2 separate regions of the Mus musculus genome follow, and region 1 is linked to region 2. A link is a contact called in public Hi-C data. All regions are on one chromosome and are shown on one strand. Each heading gives the region's core, a stretch centred on a gene start, on an enhancer-like site or on the middle of the called end of the contact. The rest is flanking DNA. Distances are from core to core; before and after follow the strand shown.

Region 1 (3,625 bases), core at 1,089-3,588, 88 kb after region 2:
CAGGGCCTTCCCTCCACCAAAAAAAAAAAAAAAAAAAAGTAGAATAACATTACTGAAACTTACCACTGGGTGGCAGTGTTTCTCCATAAATAAGGTGTCACAGGCCTTTGGATTAAATCAGTTCATAAATTCTACAGAATTATAGTAAAGCTATAGTAACATGATTGACTCTTTTTCGAAAAGAAAAGAAATATAGAGACATATCAGGGAGGGAGAGCATTTATTTAGCATGGATGAGGGCACCGGCTTTGATTCTCAGCACAAAACCAAGAGTCAAAAATAGCATTGTAGGCATCTCTTCAAGCTTTTCTTACTCTTTAGCTCGATTTTGTTCATTTCCGTGGAACAAATAATAACAGAACACTTGAGAATGGCACGAATGTGTTAAGTTCCATTTTTCTCATGTACTTGTAATCTCGGCATATTTATTTATTTATTTATTTATTTATTTATGTGTGTGTGTGTGTGTGTGTGTATGTGAGAGAGAGAGAGAGAGAGAGAGAGAGAGACATATGCTAGTGCTGCATACGACATATGTGTGGAGATCAGAGGATAACTTTGAGGAGTCTCTCCTTCCCGTCCACTGTGGGTTCTAGGGACAGAACTCGCCTAGGCTCTAGGGTGGTTGAGGCCTCTGCTGTAAGCACCTTCACCTGCTGATCCATCTTGCTGGCCTAGAACTGATTTGTGTATACTGATTCTGTGTGCTATGTCAAGATCCAAAGTGCCTAATTTTAGAAGTACAGGCTAACAGATGAAAGTCATTTTTATTCATTTTGGTGTTTATGGGTATTTTGCTTGAATGTATGTCTGTGCTCCACATCCATGCCTGTTGCCCATGGAGACCAGAAAAGGGTATCAGGGCTCCTGGAACTGGAGTTATGAATAGTTTTGAGCTGCCATGTTGGTGATAGGAGTTGAACCAGGGTCCTCTGGAAAAGCAACCAGTGATCTTAACCTCTGAACTGTCGTTCCAGCCCTCAGAAATAATTCTTTAGACAGAAGTGTAATTTGGGGCAACAGAACAGGAGAAGGGAGATTTTGGAGGATGCTCTCGGTGAGCCTGGAAATCATAAAGAGCAGGTGACAGTGGACGCGAGACGATCACATTACTTCCCTTACACGCTTCCTCCAAAGATTAAGAGAATGATGATTATAAAATTCTGCCCATTGTTTGTCACAAACTGTATGGCCAATAAAAGTCAGTCCTCCAAATGCTGGAGGAAGTGCTACAGATAGATGCATATTTGTGAATCATTGATGTATACGGTCATAGTAAAATAGCCTTTTTTTTTTTAAAAAGGGGGTAAAATATGAGGATGGGACTCTTTTTTGTATTTTTTGGAAGCCTGGAGATTATACCAGGGAGGGCCTCATGCAAACTAACTAAGCAAGAGCTCTACTACTGAGCTGCATCCCCAGCTCAAGACCCTTAGGGGTGTAGAAGTGGGCGGAGATGTGGAGAAATGGAGTTGTTTTTTATCTGAATGTGTATTCAGATAAAGGGGAGACCAGTGTCAGAGGTGACTGTCATCCCTCGTATCCTCTGAGGAGATTCTAGGGATGTGAGGTTTTCCGTGCTAAACCTGGGAAAGTCCTAAGCAAACTGGACAGAGTTGGTCACCATACCAGAATAGGTGAAGGGGGGTGGGGGGAGTTAGAGAGGAGGGGGGTTTGGGTGGGATGGAGGATAATAAATACTCAGATCTTTCTTTCCCTGTGCCAGCTGGTCTCTTTATAATAACTTTGTAAGGAGTTTTAACACTGGCTTGACCATTCAGAAGACAAAAGACAAGTCAGCTGGGACAATACAGTCCAGAAAGGACATTCTTGCCTGCCTATAGAACATGGGGAAGAAAGGACAGAGAATCGACCCGAAGAGGTAAAAACATTAACTCTGCAGGTTAGGATTGCTCCAGGGATGAACTGATGGAGAAAGCCTCCACTGGGGTCTAAGGTTCCCTCAGCAAAAAATTCAGGTGTGGGACACTCCCAGAATCCTGGGAACTTCTTCCCAGTTCACTTCCTGCATTGAAATTTCTCTCCTCTAATTGCATACGGTACGACCCATCGAACGAAGACATAGGTCAAAAGTCCAAGAACATCATTCGCAAGATACCTTCTTTCTAAGCCATAGCGCGGGATCTCTTCGCTCCCCGAGAACCCCCAGACACCCCAAAGCCACTCCTAGATCTGTTTGACAAGAGCAGCCGCAACCCGCCAAACCAACGCAAATTACATTTGCCGGGCAGGCAGGAGGCGCCTCCTGATTGGCAGGGCGATAGGGGTGGGGCCTCGGAGGGAAACCCTCCCTCGGATTGGTGCAAACCCTCAAGGTTGAGCGTTGTACCGCGTCTGGGCGCGAAAGCTCGAACTTCGCTGCCGAGCTGGAGACGGCGGGAGCTGTCGCCGTCAAGTTGAGGTTACTGCAGACACGTTCTCCTGGAGCTGTGCGGAAGGGAGGCCGGAATCATGACCGGCGAGGTGGGTTCTGAGGTGAGTTTAGGCTCTGGTCCGGGCTGTGGAGGCCTTTCGCTGAGGGCCGAGTGGGACAGTCAACCCAGCAGGGCCAGAGCGCCGAGCCGGGAGGACTACAATTCCCGGCGTGCACCGCTCCGAGACCACTGGACTGAGTCTGGGGGCCTCTGGAGGGTCTCCATCTGGCTTCCCGCGCTCAGTCCCCACAGCTTCTGGTTCGGCGGCGCGCGCTGTTGTCCGCCCAGCCGGGTCCTCAGCTTGTCACTGCAGCCCGCCTTGCTCTTTGGCGCGTTTCCTGCCGCGCAAGCTCCCTTTACAGCATCCCCACAAAAAAAAAAAAAAAAAAAAAAAAAAAAAAGGCCTTGGCCAGCCTGGCCTGGAAGTTGTGGGGTGGGAGTCTCTGTAAGCACAGGGTGAGGGGTATAAGCAGTTGGAACTCTGGTTCTGGAAGGAACTTGTAAGGGTGTCGCGCGTGGGCCCACAGTCTTTGCCTACAGTGGCCTGGCTCACAGCGTCCTTCCAGTAGCTGGTGACTCACTAGTGGAATTTGGCCATAGAAAACCTTTTCCGTGATCTGTGTTCTTTTCTGGAGCCAGGACTAGGGCCAAATAGTTGCCTTAAGAACAGATTTAATGGGGGTACCAGAAAAACCTAATCACCAAAGGAAAGCCTTTTTGTTGTTGTTGTTGTTGTTGTTGTTTTTTTTTTTTTTTTTTTTTTGAGACAGGGTTTCTCTGTGTAGCCCTGGCCGCCCTGGAACTCACTCTGTAGACCAGGCTGGTCTCGAACTCAGAAATCCTCCTGCCTCTGCCGAGTGCTGGGATTAAAGGCGTGCGCCCCCACGCCTGGCTATGAAAGCCTTATTTTGACATGAAGTTTTCACGATTAGATATTGAACAAAATAACAGACTTTAATCAAGATCTCGTTGTGCACCAACCTGTCTTTTTGCCTCACTAGGATTTTTTTAAAAAGCCTTAATTTAAATAACATTATTTTCAAAAGGTGGCTGACTTCATAAGCCACACTTTTGCTGACTCTTACTAGAAAGAGAGAAAGAAAGAAAGAAAGAAAGAAAGAAAACAAACATAAAAGTAGGAGACAAAGACAGGGAGGCAAAGTTAGAAGAATGGTATGTGAGCACAATTA
Region 2 (3,973 bases), core at 1,284-3,783:
TGCAGACAAAAGCAAGAAGGGAGGGGCCCTGAAAATGACACTCCCCCTCCCCCATCCCCTACAAGCACTGAGAAGGAAAAGTAACCGAGCTCAAGGCCCAGGCTCAGGATTCCTCCCCAGCGACTCAGGGGCTCACACATCTTCTAAAGAAGCCAGCCGACTACTCAGAGGGCGTGTACCCTCGGTCAATCAGGTGGTGGGCAAGCAAGGACTGAGGCCGATCTCTCGAAAAATATCTGTCCACAAACATTAACCACCCACATGCATAGACACAAATTACAGAATAGGCACATGAGTTTAACCATATGCTCACACTTGAATGATCTGAGTCAATTAATAAACATGCTCTCTGTGTCAGGCCCTCCAGACGCCAAGCAACTGCTGCACTGTCACACAGATAAGTCGGACAGCACCTCTACCCTCAAGGCACTCTCAGGCCAGGCCATGCCCGAACACACCAGTTCACTGAAGGCACATCTGGACGTGAGCAACAGTGTTTTGAGTCTTCTCAGAATACTCCAGCACCTTCCAAAAGAACAGCAGTCCAGCCCCAGAAGGAAACAGCTATGGGGTCCCTCCATCAGAGTTCCCAGCCTGAATTTTAATTCCGTCTTTTGATGACGCCACTAGCATTTTCCCAATGATCCAGCTGACTCCAGTTCTCCAGCCCTTCACCTGGCAGCTTCCTTCTGTCCTGTAACAAACAAGCCCCCTTTCTTCATCACCCCAGAACCCATCAGACACTCGTCAGGATAAAACCATTAGCAATTCAGGACATAAGCTTTCGTCAGTCTGTCTGGACGTGGGTCCTACTCTATAGTCCCCGGGTTTGTTGGTAGTAGTTTCCAACCTAGAAAATAAGGATTTACACTCTACCTAACAAGGCTATCTGTGTTTGGGAAAATACAATCAGTACACATTACAGATCAGTTCCTCCTTGTGTGTGTGTGTGTGTGTATCCTCTAAATAGGAAAAGTAAGTTAGAGCTATTATCAGGTCAATGCTGCCCCACCCCCAACATCTTGCTTCTTTTTTCTTCTCTCTCTCCCTCTTCTCTCCCCTCTTTGGTTTTCTTTTTGTTGTTGTTGTTTTTGTTTGTTTGTTTGTTTGTTTTTTGGAGACACTGTCCTGGGACTCGCTCTGTAGACAAGGCTGACCTTGAATTCATTCATCTGCCTGCCTCTGCCTCCCCAGCGCTGGGATTAAAGGCGTGCGCCACCAGTGTGTCTGCCTAACAACTTGTTTCTATCAGGCAGACAAGCTTGGCAGCTTTGAGTCTAATGACATGCTCCTGACGTGGGAAAAGATCCACTAGGAAACAGGAGGCACAGGTATATAGAGAGATTATATTGTGATATAGAGTCAATTCATGGAAAAGGAGGGCACTATCTTCAGATTAAAAGCTCCCATCTCTTCTCAGGAGTGGTCTAGAAACTTGAAAAACATGTGGGCCTAGTTTCTCAGTGACCAACACTTTCCTAAGGCCTATCTTCTGAGAGAAGTAGCTCATAAAGCAAGGCTTTGGTCCCCGTCCATCCTCATGCAGCAGAAAATGCACTCTGGCAGTTGACCTCGACCCTTTCTTTGACAAACTGCTACTCCGGGGTTTAAGGACCAAGTGTCAGAGACCGCCCCCCACCCTTCCCCCAAGACAGAAGGCAATTCCCATTTGTACTACGCAAACAGAATCTGCGAGACTGCACACTCCTCCTAAACCCAGGGGCACAGGAGGGATACTCCAACAGCCACGCCCCCACCACATAGGGCAGCCCTTCAGGCTGGTACCTCCGCGCATGCTCCCGCGCCACCACTCAAGTCCCCAATCTAAGGGGGGAAATCCCTGGTCTAAATCCCCACCCACCGCCCCCTGACCCTCACCCCCGCTTCAGGCCCAGCTGGGCGGAGCTCAGAGGCCAGCCCCGGCGCCTACTCCCCAGAGACATTAGCTTAGCCCAGCCCAGCACGGCCGAGCCCCCGCCCCCCGACAGGCGGTAGTTCCAGGCCCATCTGTGTCGCCCCCCTCCTCTCCAGGACACCTGGAGCCCGCCCCCCTGCCACCTGCCGGGCCTCCCCATAGGCCTCCCCAGACCTCACGGAAGGACACCGTGCATTCAGGCCCTTCTCCCAGGTTACTTCTCACCCTCGGGACAGTATACTGCTTCCTAGGACAAACAGCCCGGGTCTCAGATCTTCACATGGTTCTCAGCCGGAACTGCATACAACCCCCTTCAAAATGGGCCCCCCATCCCCTGAGAGCCCCTCTCCTCACTCTGCAACCATGCTCTATGCCGCGAGAGCCTATAGGGCTTTGGAATACACACTGCTCCCAGTCCCCGAGGGCCCTTACCTGCTCCCGAGGGTCCCGCTTCCATCCCATATACCCGTGCGGAGGACAGGCGGCCGGGAGACTGAGGAGTCCAGCGTGAGGGGCCTAGGTACCTCGCACTTGCACTGCTCGGGCTCCCGGGCCGGGCTCGGCTCCCCCCCGAAGCCCGGCCGCTCGCGCTGTCGCCCCCGCAGCCTCCGTTGCCGCCGCCGCGGAGCCTGCAGCAGCTCCCCCTGCTAGCGCCCGAGTAGCTGCCAGTGCGCAGGCGCGACCGATGGGCCCATGGGGCGGACGGGAACGAGTCAAGCGGGGCGCTCGACGGCAACAAAGGCCAATGGAGAGGGGCGGGGGCGCGGGGACCGTGCAGCGGCCTCTGGCGGCCACTCGTAGCCGTGCAGCCTGGCGGGAGGGCTCCAGTGGCGGAGCCGCGCAGTGGCGTAAGAGGGGAGGGGCTGGGCGACACCCCTTCCCCGGCTGCAGCCTGGGGCCCTGTCTTTTCCCTAAACAGATCTCTGGAAACCTATCCACAGCCCCGCTATCAACACAGAGCCTGGCTCCCACCCATTCCCCGACCCTCTCCCCCTCCAACACCCAATCACTCAAAGGCCCTGCCTCCCACCTCTCCCAATCACCCTCACCCTTAAGTCTTGACTGCCTCTGCTAAGTCAGTCTTTCTGTGTCCCTAGTCGCTGATCTCATTAATGCCACCCACCCTTCCAGGCTGCGTGCCTGGCGCTGAGACCACAAATGTGTTAGAAACCTTGCCTATTCTGGCCGGTGTAACAGTTTTGACACTGACAGAGCTCTCTATCTGCAGGAAGCACCTGCCTCCACTTTTTCGTCTGCAGAACGTTTGCTCCTACCAAATCTCTTAATGACGTTTTGTGTCAAACCCCAAAGGCTAATTTCCTATTATTTCCCTGCAGCATCTGAAACTATATCTCTTCTTAAAAATTAAAAAAAAAAAAGACTTTCCTTGGCTTTCACATTTTCTTAAGTCTCCTAATGTCTGTCCTGAAGAGCTTTCTTCAGTGGCTCCTCTTGTTTTGTTCACTGTAGTGACCTGAATTTTATATTCTACTCTCCCCTTGCCTCTTCACAGCTTCATCCACTTTTAATGCCCAAATATCTATACGTTACCATGTTGCAGCTTCATATTTCCTACTGTCTGCTGGACAGCTCCAGCTGGATCTAACAATTCAAACTTAAGTCCAAACCTAACCCTTTCTTTTTCCCCTACAAAATACATATATTTGTCCTGTCTCAGTGAACTGCATCTCCATGCCAAAAATATCAGCTCCTGTCTCCCTTGTCTATTTGCTATATTCAACTGTGTCTTGACATGCTTACCTTATGAAGTGCTCTCAAAGCATTCCCTGTCATTCTCATAGTCTCTAGTGTGGGTACCCTTTTCTTACCTTGCCAGAAGCACCACAGCTAATTCCTTGATCGTCTCACATAACCTTCTCATTTGGTCTGCTGCACTGATGGGGTAATTACAGAGAGACCCAGCTCAAACGTAACTTACACACACACACACACACACACACACACACAAACGCACGCACACACACACACACACACACATTTTTTTGAGACAGGGTCTCACTATGTGCTCTTGGCTGGCCTGAGACTTGTTATATAGAT

The links. Hi-C and Micro-C count contacts between places; a contact is called where the count stands out from the background.
Region 1: a Hi-C map of pre-B cells shows a contact between it and region 2, with 3 times the contacts expected there. The contact joins the promoter of Clspn here to the promoter of Ago1 in region 2. A contact is called at or near these places in 2 of 39 promoter capture datasets (the C10 cell line and pre-B cells), 1 of 15 datasets of contacts at CTCF or cohesin (the NIH/3T3 cell line), 5 of 484 Hi-C or Micro-C datasets (CD4 T cells, embryonic stem cells, natural killer cells and 2 more), 9 of 115 datasets of contacts at active chromatin or transcription factors (the 230-238 cell line, the SCID.adh cell line, effector CD8 T cells and 4 more) and 4 of 9 other capture datasets (adipose tissue, embryonic stem cells, liver and 1 more).

Annotation. Positions count from the first base shown.
Region 1 is chr4:126,554,642-126,558,266 of GRCm38.p6, forward strand. It overlaps Clspn (claspin), which reads left to right and starts at 2,339. Exons shown (of 26, transcript NM_175554.4): 1 at 2,339-2,496. The coding sequence starts at 2,473.
Region 2 is chr4:126,466,050-126,470,022 of GRCm38.p6, forward strand. It overlaps Ago1 (argonaute RISC catalytic subunit 1), which reads right to left and starts at 2,534. Exons shown (of 19, transcript NM_153403.3): 1 at 2,348-2,534. The coding sequence starts at 2,372.